2 separate regions of the Oncorhynchus mykiss genome follow, and region 1 is linked to region 2. A link is a contact called in public Hi-C data. All regions are on one chromosome and are shown on one strand. The core of a region is the stretch at or near the end of the contact, and the rest is flanking DNA. Distances in the headings are between cores, read along the strand shown. Region 1 holds the start of LOC110521834 (serine/threonine-protein kinase Nek7). Region 2 overlaps LOC110521834 (serine/threonine-protein kinase Nek7).

Region 1 (6,246 bases), core at 1,929-4,428, 110 kb before region 2:
CTTGGTTCTTTGGCGGTAACGGTCGTCGGTGGAAGAAGGTGAGGACCAAAGCGCAGCGTGGTACTTGTTCATGTTATTTATTTAAACTGAACAACATCAAACAAACGCACAACCGAAACAGCTCTGTCAGGTGCAAACCACACTAAACAGAAAGTATAATCACCCACAACTCAAGGGTGAAAACAGGCTGCCTAAGTATGGTTCTCAATCAGGGACAACGATTGACAGCTGCCTCTGACTGAGAACCATACCAGGCCAAACACAGAAATACCAAATCATAGAAAAAAGGACATAGACTGCCCACCCGACTCACGCCCTGACCATACTAAAACAAAGACATCACAAAGGAACTAAGGTCAGAACGTGACAGTTATAGGAAGACCTGTGTCTTCCACGAGGTCCGAAGGGCAGCAATGTGAAACTGGTGACATTAAGGTCATGTGATTATACGGTTACTTTTCAAAATAAAGGTCCCCCCTGACCTTTTTTCTTAAATGGATGTTGTTCTGATTTAAAATGACAAAAAAATATATAGTTTTAAAGGTACGTAAACATACATTTATTAAAAATACTTAAAAAAATATAATAATCACAATTATTATACAGTGGGGCAAAAAAGTATTTAGTCAGCCACCAATTGTGCAAGTTCTCCCTCTTAAAAAGATGAGAGAGGCCTGTAATTTTCATCATAGGTACATTTAAACTATGACAGACAAAATTAGAAAAAAAATGAATTTATTTGCAAATTATGGTGGAAAATAAGTATTTGGTCAATAACAACCGTTTATCTCAATACTTTGTTATATACCCTTTGTTGGCAATGACAGAGGTCAAACGTTTTCTGTAAGTCTTCACAAGGTTTTCACACACTGTTGCTGGTCATTGTAAATGAGAATTTGTTCTTAACTGACTTGCCTAGTTACATTTTTTTTTTAGTATCAACTTTGCTGTGGGGTCATTGGAAGCTGCAATTTTGAAATATAATTGTAACATTCTCTTAGAAGAACTATATTGGTGTCACGACTTCCACCGAAGGTGGCTCCTCGGCGTCACCGGTCTACTAGCTGCCACCGATTCCTTTTTATTTTCTGTTAGTTTTGTCTTGATTGTTTTCACCTGTTACTTATTTGTTGTTAATTATGGCCTATCTAAACTTCCAGGGCCCGCCTGCTTTTGTGCGGGCTTATTCTCACTGTCAGTGGTGAAATTGTTTTGCTTATACGTATTTTTCTGTCTGTTATTTTCCCTGGTTTTGGTGACATACCTGATTATTGGTCATTTTGCCTGTTTGTTGGCTAGACCCAGCTTAATAAACGTAGGCATTGGAAGCATTGCTCTCTGCGCCTGACTCCACACCCACCACTCCTAGCTATTCGTGACAATTGGCAAGCCAATTCAAGCATTGCCAATATGCCTAACTTTAATAGTGTCTTTAGTAGAGCATTTTGGCCAGTTTGATGGTAAAGAGAATTTGGTGAATAATTTGAATGGCCTTATACATCTAAGCAATGACTGAATATTATCTCAGGGTTACCTTTTGAAAACTTCTTAGGTCAAAGAAAAAAAGATGGTTTGAAGTTATAAGACGTATGTCAGAGTTTGAACATGCAACTCTGATACTTGTACTAAGGTACTATGTGAAAGAATCTCACAATGATGTTCCTATTCCACAACATGTCACATACCCAGTCAGTGAAAATAAGGAAATACAGTCTAGCCTATGAGCGTATATTGAGTTCACTTCTGTCACAAAACTTTTGTCATCCAATGAACTCAAATGACAGTGTGGCTTTAAGGTTTTTCTGAACAATAAATGTACATATGTAAATTGATTATATATAAAATGTAAAGTACTGAGAACAGTTGCAAATGCAAATTGATCTTAATTTTTAGGACAGAGGAATCTCTTAAAGAAGAAGTTACAGGTCTGTGAGAGCCAGAAATCTTGCTTGTTTGTAGGTGACCAAATACTTATTTTCCACCATAATTTTCAAATAAATTCTTTAAAAATCCTACAATGTGATTTTCTGGATTTTTTTCTCATTTTGTCTGTCATAGTTGAAGTGTACCTACGATGAAAATTACAGGCCTCTCTCATCTTTTTAAGTAGGAGAACTTGCACAATTGGTGGCTGACTAAATACTTTTTTGCCTCACTGTATGTGTGAATGGTGACAGAATATTAACCCCAGCTGTAGGTCCATTTGAGTGTGTGCGGTCACTTTGGCCTGCACATCAACCAGTTCTGGGAACATTCAATATTTGGGCTGCTTGCTCTCAAAGTGCTGCTTGAATATCTTCAGGCTTGTGTCTATTAAAGGTCAAGTACAAAATAGAGGACCTTAATCTGTGGCTTAGATTGAATTCAAAGTTGACACAAATGATAAACTAAGCAATAAGATGCAACAAACTACAACACATATGAAAGACTGTACGACACAGGCCAAGTTTCCCAAAAGCATTTTAAGGCTAAGTTCATTGTTGGAACCTTCGTATGAGCATCGTTAAGTCTCTGAGCTGTTTCCCAAAACCATCATTACTAAAGTGGCACTTGAAAACCATAGCAGGTATGACTAAATAAGGTTACATAACCTTGTCTACTTGCTATAACAATTATCTGCTGTCCAGAGGGTAACAGAAAACAGATCAATGACTTCCTGCAGTAAAGTTTGTACACTGTTGACTCAAGAGAAGATGCTAATCAGCAAATCTCTTTAACCTTTCAAAAAGCCAGACCAAAATAATTCAGCTAGCTAGGGTAGCGACAAGTAATACTTGAAGTACCCACCCCTCACCCACAGGCACAAACAAACATCAAAAACACCTAGCTTCACCAGCAACATTAGCTAGATAGTTAACTAGCAAGCTAGACTGTTGGTTTATAAAAGCCAAGGAAAGCTAATTTTATAACCAATTTCTCATGCATTTAAATAGCTAGACATATAATTTCTGGGTATAATTTGTGGAACATTCCAACAGAAATCTGTTCCAAAAACTTTGTAAATAACAAGGTTGCCAACAAACAACACATTCAAAGTTGTATAGGGGCAGAATAAGATACCGTGTGGGCTATTCAATTACGTAAATGCAGACAAATGTATTGATAAACATCTAAACGTCACTTCAGGATAAGCCTACTCGAAACACAGATGTTATTTGAAGACGTTCTAAAATCCGCTATGGGAAAAATGAATGGGGGAAAAAACAATTGGAACCATTTCCGTATTTGACCGCTAGGTTTTATGGGCATTGTGATTTATATTGCGGTACTCTATAGGCTACTACTTCTGATACCTGTAAATCTGCCCTTAAAGATCACTGAAAATAAAAAAATAGCTACTTTCGTTTCACGCCAGTGGTATTTGACAGTTCCCCTCAATTCTCTGACGTTTACCCCGCCCCATCAATCCTGGGTTGTTTACAATACTGCCACAGGCCAGGAATGGTAAGGGGCTGACGGACTCTTTTGGAACATACCTCGTCAACTAGCTACTTTTACGATAGAGGTCGTCTCTGAAAAGTATTTGCGCACAGGGAAAGGTGCCACGCAAGAGCGGCCCGGCAACTCGACTGCAGCACGACCTTGGATTGGAAAAGTAAGCACCATCGCCACCCGAAAATAACAGTAGCGAAGCTCCCACTTCCTGGTAAGAATGCAGAAGTTTGCTAGCTAGCTAACGTTAGCTAGGTTCCAGTGTCCATACCATTGCCACATGTAAACTAACGTTGGTTAACTTTCACAAACTTATCGAATATGCTAGCCAGCTAACGTTAGCTAGGTTCGAGTGTCCATACCATTGTCAAATGTAAAATTTAACTAACGTTAGTTGGTTAACAAACTAAGCGAATTTACGGGGTAATTTCTTATTATTCCACGGAAAGTTAAAGCAAACAATATTAAAGTAATGCGACTTCACTTTTCATCGTACTTTAACTAACTCGCTATCAATCCATCTGTTTTATAGTGTATCTTGCACGTTACTAATAACGGTATGTACTGTCAACAGTTAGCTAGCTAGGTTGTCAGGTGTTGTATAATGATATAGCTAATGTGCTATCTAGGTAATATAACGTTTGTCGTCAGTTTAGTGTATGCCAATATTTTTGCTTTTCCAAACTTTTGACAGCCTGCCCTGTGTTTCAGTTCTCGTGTCTTGTCTGATGTCACAATGGAAATATGGGGTTATTTCAGAACAGTTATAATTCACAGACGGGTTGTCTGACAACGCCACGAAAATGATGTGGCCGGAAAGTGTGCGTTGTTATGATTCTGAACGTTGTCATGTCTAGATGGGATCCAGCATTTGTCAAATTTACAAAACAAGTTTTTAGCATTGTAGCTAATCCTAACCCTTTTCCTAACCTTAACATAATTCCCCGAACCTGCCATGTGTATTCTCCTTATCTGCTGCGTACGTTCTCCTAAACCTGCTACGAAAAGTAAATTATTACAAAAGCTTCTAGCCATGGCCTATTAATGGTCAGATAATTAGCAATAATGAAAATAAGCTGCCTTGTGGGGAATAGCAGGCCAGGAACTGCCAGATGCAACAAAATTACCTGGAAGTAAAGCTGCATTGGGAGCCAATTTTTTTTAATGGAATACATAGATCAGGGTGGGGAAAAAAATAATTAAAACACAATTTAAATGTGTTTTCGGAAGGGCTGTGGTCACCATTCATGTAATACATTTAAATGTTTCATCAGGTAGTATTGAGGAGCTATTTCATAGTTTTTTCATAGGTACACTATTTTCCTATTTCAATCCTATGCTTGGTGTGACTTGTATGGACAGAGCAGACCATCTGATATGCCCTTAAATATTATGATATGCAACCTGGAATCAAATTTTAAGAGGACCAGTGTTATATAGCGAGGGAAAAAAATCTCACATCTGTGCAGTTTGCAAGCGATGTTGTTTGGCTACATTGTATTGTTGTTTCCTTTCCAGAGTGTACTGGTTGTATTGTGTCATTTTGCTTGACTGAGAACCACAGGTTTCGGGCTGTCCCCAACCACAAAAAATGTTGGTTGAACGAAAGTGTTCTTTCAACTAGGAATCGGCCAATATTAGCTAAAAATTCCAACATCTGTATTGGCCCGATGTCTAGTTTAACGGCAATGTGCAAGACCGATGTCAAAGCTGATATAACGTAGATGGATGATGTAATGACGCCACAAAAAAATATAGCGCTACAGGTGCAACACAGCATTCCTAACCTAGCCCACAATGTCTGCTGTGTGGGTCAAGCAGTCATTTGAAAGAGTAAGACAATTCCAGCGAGACAACTCAAGAAAATTTAATTAATTGCCCTTGACAATCAACTGTTCTCTGTCATGGAAACTTTCCTAGAAGGAGGGTAGGGGGAGGATTCTATCATCAAATGTATTTCTTAGTTACTTAGGTTGGCTGTATCACAACCAGCTCTGATTGGTTGCAATTTCAGTTTAATCCACCAGAAAAGAAAAAAACAAATAATACGACAAAAAGTATTATTATTATGTATCACATCCGACCGTGATTGGGAGTCCCATAGGGCAGCGCACAATTGGCCCAGCGTTCCTCTCCCTCTAAAAACATAAATAAATGTTTTGGCCTTTACAAATATTATTTTGGCCTTTTATTCAGATTACAATTGCTCACTTTCATTTTTTTGAAAATGAAATAACCTCCAAAATATCGTTCTAATTTATGAAGTCGATGGCAGAAATGCTTCTCAAAGATGCCCTCTGGAGGTCAAACTAGCACTAACTAGCTTTAATGGCTGACACTTAAATAACGTGCCATAGAATTATGCGGCACGACGCAAGCTGTGCTGCAGAACGCTGCAACTTTTAAATGACGAACCACTGTAGACCTGTTTTGACGTTTCCACTGGTTCAGAGCGTCCCATTTATCCCTTTCACGCTGAGTGGTTATCAAAAGTGAGTGAGCGAGCCGGGAAGATTTTTCAAATACATTAAACTCAATGGATGTAAAAACAGACTTTGTTTGCTTGCTGTTCTGAGATGAATAAAAAAATTGATTTGAGAAGCTCCACAGCTCATTAGTGGTGTTGCTTTAAGCCAATCAGAAATACTATCAGACCCCCACATTTGGCACATTTAAATGCCTACATTTTTGACTCACCACCTGGATTTGGTCTTATGTAGCAAAATGTGAAATTGTATTTGCATTTTTTTTTTTTTACAGTGGATAAAAGTAGACTCAGAGCTACAAAATGGTATATCATACACTGCATTTGTG
Region 2 (6,822 bases), core at 1,641-4,140:
ATCCTGTTGTCCTGTATGGCTCAGTTGGTAGAGCATGGTGCCTGTACTGCCAGGGTTATGGGTTTGATTCCCGGGGCCACCCATACGTAAAATATATGCACGCATGACTGTAAGTCGCTTTGGATAAAGGCGTCTGCTAAAAAGCATATACTGTATATACATTGATGTATATAAATTTGCTTCATTGGCATGACGTATTGATACATTATGCCGGAGCACAATGTTACTCGCTCACTCTCACATTTCTCTGTCCATCTCTCAGCCTTTGTGTTATAGTTTATGTCCATCCTAACCTTACGTGAGTTCTGTGAGATGGGATGCAGTACACCCCCAGCCCAGTCCCAGTGTCCGGCTCAGATTCAATTACTCCAGTCTGTTTCACAGGCAGTCCTGAAGCCTGCTCACATTAACCTCATTTAACCTGAACTAACTGGACAGAAGCCTGGCCCTGCCTGCACACACACCCTGTAGCTGTCCAGGCCTGGAGCTGGGGAGCCAGCATCTACAGTCATATCTCTTAGCATGGCCAGGGTCTTCACGGGTCAGCGTGAGTAGGGGAAGAAGAGAGATGGGATGGGGGGGGGGCACATGGATGTTTCTCTTGCTCTGAAATGACGCATCACAGAGCTGCAACCCTGATCCAAAAATATGTCTGCTGCAGTGTTTGTTTGTATGTGTGTGTGTGTACAGTATGTATACGTTGCTTCTCCTGTGGATCAGTCCACAGAGTGAACATTTCTTTAATCACGTCGGAGCAGTGTCATACCGCATGCCTGGGCCCCGCTATCGCTGCTCACATCACAACCCCTGACACACAACACGTCTACTGTAGCTCTCTCTCACTCTCTCCCTCCCCTCTCTCTGTCTGACTGCACCTGATGTGGTTAGTCACTTATTGACCGATCAACAGGAAATAATCGGTTGAGAAAATGAGAGGGTTTTCTAGATCTATTTATTTCTCTGCCAGCGGCGTGTTGAGAGCTGTGTGGAACAGCAGCCTGTTGTAATCAGACAATGGTTGTTGTCGACATGTCACACTGCTCTGTCACACACACAGGACAAAGCCATAGCCTTCTCATTCAACTACGCGGTTTCTACACCGGCGTGGCCAGCCAAATGACCGACAACATTACACATCATAGGAGCACCTGATAATGGTTATTTGAAAGGATTTCAACACTTTAACATACTCGTTGTCACATTGTGTGGTATATTATATCTGTGTAAGAAGGGGTCATTGGTTGGAGACTTGGGACAAAATATGTGTTGATTTCACAAAGCTTTACAAACCCTGGGAGCCAGTTAAACAGTCATTGTTCCCTCATCTATTCTCTCTCGCGCTCTCTCTCGCTATATCTCTATTTTTCCCCCTCTCTCTCTTTCCCTCTCTCATCATCTCTCTTTCTCTGTTTCTCTCTCTCTCGTACAGCAACTGAACCACCCAAACGTGATCAAGTACCATGCATCATTTATTGAGGAGAATGAGCTGAACATTGTGTTGGAGCTGGCCGATGCTGGTGACCTCTCCCGGATGATCAAGGTAAGATATTTGATGCTCCCACACAGGTCAACCTTCCTCACTGGAATCCACCCTGGTGATCTACTACCCTGTTGACCCGCTGAAGTGGTGATCTCTGGTGCTGATCTACTGGCGATCCACTATAGTGATGGTCCACTACGGTGATCATAAACAGTAGGCCGCCATAGTGATCTACTTTTGCTTAACTCTTATGTCAAATGTGTTTGCCTGCTGTAATCTCTCATACAGGACAACTCTCCACCAGAACCATAGTATTCACATTCTTCACTCATGCCAGTGTAAAATTAGTGGTATGTTATGTATGTATGTATGTATGTATGTAAAACCCTGGGCAGAGCAGCCTCTCCATGTATAAATGATGCCTAGCCAGGGTGTATGAGCATCTCAACAAGCCCCTAGCACTCATCTACTGCAGCTCTCAATGTCCAACCATCCAATGCTGTCTCACACTGCAAATTAGGACAGCACGATTAGCACTGCCTGTGAGAGATACCACATGGCACACTACACACACCCGGGCACAGACACGTGCTGACACACACGGACCTACACACACAGGTCTTCCTTCGCTCCTGCCCTCTCTTCAAATCATTTGTTTTCCTAATTAAACTGTGCCAGTCTAGAGGTTGGTATCATGACTACGAACCTCTTCGCTCCCCCTTCACTGCCCTGCTGCAATATGAAGTAAATACACCATTCTTACACTGTGGTGCCCCCCCCCCTTCTCTCCCTTCCTCTTCCTGGCACTTGCCCTGACCATCTCAGGATTCTAATAAAATCAAATGGTACTTGATTTGCATGCACTTACAGAATATTGCATGTGCAGTTTTTGCAGTGGAAGGAATGGAAGGCTTTCTTCTGCTTCCCCATTGACATCAAACACTTCTCTGATATGCTAATGTGGGGCAAGGGGAAGAATGGCCCACCATGCTGCCTTTGTTTGGATGTGGGCCAAGGTCTCTCTATTTCACACACGTGCACCTACGCAAGCGCACACACATGGGACGCACGCTGGGACAGACGCAAGCGCACACACACACATACACACACTGACAGATGCACGTGCGCACACACTTTCTTGCTATCATTCCTGTTCACTCTCTCTTTCTCAACTATTGTTCCCATTTCCTCTCTCTGTTTCTCGCTATCTTTTCCGTTCCGTCACTCTCTCTCTGCGCTCCATTTTTGCTAGTTTTTGCCAATCAGTATCCCATCCAGCACAGCAACAAAGCTAGCTCGCCAGTCCATTTCTCACCCGATTGGCTATTACGCCGCCCTAGCTGATAGTTTGCATAAACTTTGTCCCATCACTCGTACCATTGATTTCCGGTAATCCTGTCGCACGGTGACTGTTTCTGTGACCTCTGAAACAGAATGAAGTCATAATCGACCGCTAGGAGCTGCTGGGAGGGTGAGGGGGTTAGGGAGAGGGGGTTAGGGTTGTGGGAATTGTGTGTTGTGTAGTTTGTGTGTGACTGGTTTACATATATATGTAGGAGCTATATACCAGATGTGAGCGTTTTGAACATAACCCCAAAATGCCTTTTCTCTGGTTCTGAGAACTAATGTGCTTTCCATCGCAGCATAATGAAAATGAGAAAGGGCTCGGTATGAGAAAGAAAGAGTGAGCGAGAGGAGGGAGGGGGGGTGGGGGGGGGGGGGGTAGAAGGAAAAAGGGACAGAGAGAAGCAGAGCGAGGGGAAAGAGAGAGGTCAGGGAGAGGGTAGCGAGAGAGGCAAAAAGAGAGAGGTCTGCATCATATTAACGATGGAGTCAAATACATACAGAGGGACTCGAGGGGCTTAGCTAGTAAGTTGTGTATGTTAAGCTTGTGTATGTTGTCTGACATTGTTGTGCTGTGTGTATCTATGCAGCACTTCAAGAAGCAGCGGAGGTTAATTCCAGAGAGGACAGTGTGGAAGTACTTTGTCCAGCTGTGCAGTGCGCTGGAACACATGCACTCCCGACGGGTCATGCACAGAGGTACTACACACACACACACACACGCACGCACACATGCGTACACTTTTAACTTCAACTTGAACTATGTACCCTGTCCTCTCTACAGATATAAAGCCAGCTAATGTGTTCATAACAGCCACAGGAGTGGTGAAGCTGGGAGATCTGGGACTAGGACGATTCTTCAGCTCTAAAACCACCGCTGCCCATTCTTTAGGTAAGACACACACACACACACACACACACACAAACAAACACTTTTGTTTGACTATCCTTGTGAGGACCAAACAATTGATTCCCATTCAAAATCCAATTTTTCTTCATTCCTAACTCCTAAACCTAACCTTAACCCAAACCGTAACTTCTAACCATAAACCTAACCCCTATACCTAATTGTAACGCTAACCCTAAACCTAACCTCTAAGCCTAAAATAGCCTTTTTCCTCGTGGGGACCAGCAAAATTAAGCCAACTAGTCCAATTTTCATGGATTTACTATCCTTGTGAGGACTTATGGTCCCCACAATGATAGTAAAACCAAACATGCACACACCCACACAGTAAGGGGGGGATGTGTTTCATTAGCTGGTGCAGCCCAGAACCATTTGTGTGTTATAAAGCTGGGGGGTTAGGTCTTCTTATTGCAGCTTAGGGGCTGTCACCTCTTCATTTGCCAGTTTGTCACTTCCTGTTGCCTTGACCTCTGACTTCTGAACTGTTGTCTGGGCGGAACCTGTCTGAAACACACTTCGCCTCTGCTGCCGGATACATAGTGATGAAAAAAGTACCCAATTGTCATACTTGAGTAAAAGTAAAGATGCCTAAACAGAAAATGAGTAAAGTAAAAGTGAAAATCACCCAGTAAAATGCTACTTGAGTAAAAGTTTTAAAGTATTTGATTTTAAATATACTTAAGTATCAGAAGTAAAAGTATAAATACTTTCAAATTCCTTATATATGGCAAACCAGACGGCACTATTTTCTTGTTTTTTTTAATTTACGGATAGTCAGGGGCACACTCCAACACTCAGACATAATTTACAAATGAAGCATTTGTGAGTGAGTCCGCCAAATCAGAGGCAGTAGGGATGAGCAGGGATGTTCTCTTGATAAGTGGGGGAATTGGAGAATTTTCCTCTCCAGTTCAGCATTCAAAATGTAACGAGTACTTTTGGGTGTCAAGGAAAATGTATGGATTAAAAAGTACATTATTTTCTTTACGAATGTAGTGGAGTAAACGTTGTCAAAAATATAAATAGTAAAGTAAAGATTCCACAAAAAAACTACTTAAGTAGTACATTAAAGTTTTTTTTACTTAAATACTTTAAATACTGCCAATCCACAGCTCTGACTGCTGTAAAACAGTGGCCGACTGGCATGTGATGTGTTGTTGTGGGGATTGTGCCACTCTTCTCAAAAATGCTCAGTTAACATATTCTCACACTCTCAAAAACTTTCCCAGGACAGGATTTTCTCAAATAAACATGTAATGAAATTTACCATTTTAATTAAGAGAGAAAGTCATTACACAATTGTAAACTTTAAGACCCACACTGACAGTGTTCATTTAATTTGGAAAACAAAAACCACAGCGCCCTCTTCAGGTGGTCTGTGAGTAGACTGCTTCTTCAGCCCCTTGGTCAGGGTGGGAGAGGAGAGGAGCGTTTGGTTTGGTTTATTCGAATCGCCATTAGCTTTTGCCGAAAAGCAGATTCCTAGGGTCCACAAAAAAACAACACAGCAAGTAGCAGAACAATGATACACTGATAAATTTAAAATTAAACAATCTACAAATAATACAACTAAAGAATGTGTGTGTTAGTGTGAAAGAGTATGTCTGTGTGTGCGTGTCATTTCACTGTCTCTATTGTGCCATGAGATGTTGTTTTATAAAGAAATGTAAAGGTAATTTTGCTGTTTGCTTCTCTTTCATTATTAGATGTTTTATAAAAAAAATATGATGCTTCACTGTTCAATGTTGTCATTTCACTTCTGAGTGTTTCCACTATGCCAGTGAAATAGTCATTGAAATGATTGGCAATATCGTAAGGCTTTTTATAAATCACCCACCAACTTCAATGAATGATGGAGATCATTTGGGTTTTCTGCCCATGATATCATTTAAGGTACTGAAGTCTTTTCCCTTTGTGGTTTATGTAATTTCTTCTTCTTTTTGTTAAGTTTAGTCAAACATTCGTCAATTTTGAGTATGTCAACCAATCAGCTGAGCAGCCTGACTTGTTTGCCAACTCTTTCGCATAATTTTTTTGTACCGTACCATTTTTCAATTCGCCATCAATCTAGGGGTCTCAGTTTTCACAGCAAATTTTTTAACAAGTGCATACTTGTCAGTAGTAATTGTACAAATATTTCCAATGCTGCATCTGGATTCACTTCCTCATACACATCAGACATTTTTGGAGATGGCTCCCAGATGAATCTGTCCCTGTGCCCATCAGGAAAACCCAGACATAAAATGTTTATTACGTAAGATGTGTTTTAACTATAGAGAATAGGCCATCTATTTCTATTCTTCCTGAATTTTTATTATGGACATGGTTTCGTGATTTCACAACTGTGTTACAGCTCTATATTTTCAATGCTGCATCTGGATTCACTTCCTCATACACGTCAGACATTTTTTACATCTTCAACAAAACATTTTGTGTGATCTATTATAAATTACTTTAGGCCCACAATTTGGCGTTTTGGCTTTCCTTGTTATTGCCACAATTTTATGGCCACTACAGTAATATATATTTTCTTGAAGCAAAGTTCGGCAGCATTAGTGAAGATATGATCAATACCTGTGACAATGGACGCCACAGACCCAACACAATTGGTATTCACTCTAGTTCGTTGAGTTACAACCTGGGACATATTATAGGCATTAGTCACAATTAGAAGCTTCCTCTTGAGAGGACTGCTAGTTGTTAACCAGTCAATGTTCAGGTCACCCCGAAAATAGACCTCTCTGTTAACAGCGCGTGGACTCCACAAGGATGCTGGACGGGGGCATCCTCCACAAGGATGCTGGACCATGTTTGGTCTTCTTGCCAGGTCACCCTCGCAAAATAGGTTTTTAACCTCAATTGTTCTTACCTGGTTAAATAAATGGTTCCCACAGTTGTGTCAACTTGGCTGGGTGTCCTTTGGTTGGTGGACCATTCTTGATTCACAATGGAAACTGTTGAGCGTGAAAAATCCAGCAGTGTTCTTGACACACTCAAACTGGTGTGGCTGGCACCTACTACCATACCCTGTTCAAAGGCACTTAAAGATTTTGTCTTGCTCATTCACTCTTTGAATGCACACGTACACAAT

The links. A called contact is a pair of places that touch in the nucleus more often than the background predicts.
Region 1: a Hi-C map of liver shows a contact between it and region 2, with 2.9 times the contacts expected there. The contact joins the promoter of LOC110521834 here to the enhancer-like site in region 2. A contact is called at or near these places in 2 of 3 Hi-C or Micro-C datasets (blood and liver).

What each region holds. Positions count from the first base shown.
Region 1 is chr30:42,227,794-42,234,039 of USDA_OmykA_1.1, reverse strand. It overlaps LOC110521834 (serine/threonine-protein kinase Nek7), which reads left to right and starts at 3,178. Exons shown (of 9, transcript XM_036968925.1): 1 at 3,178-3,646.
Region 2 is chr30:42,120,434-42,127,255 of USDA_OmykA_1.1, reverse strand. It overlaps LOC110521834 (serine/threonine-protein kinase Nek7), which reads left to right. Exons shown (of 9, transcript XM_036968925.1): 5 at 1,430-1,540; 6 at 3,415-3,523; 7 at 3,609-3,716. Among protein-coding and RNA genes, the nearest start is that of LOC110521834, 110 kb to the left of the region's middle. Within about 2 kb of position 2,890, at least 1 of the 11 cell types and tissues checked has an H3K27ac peak or open chromatin away from gene starts, as enhancers often do. A contact at or near this core is called in liver, where this site is marked.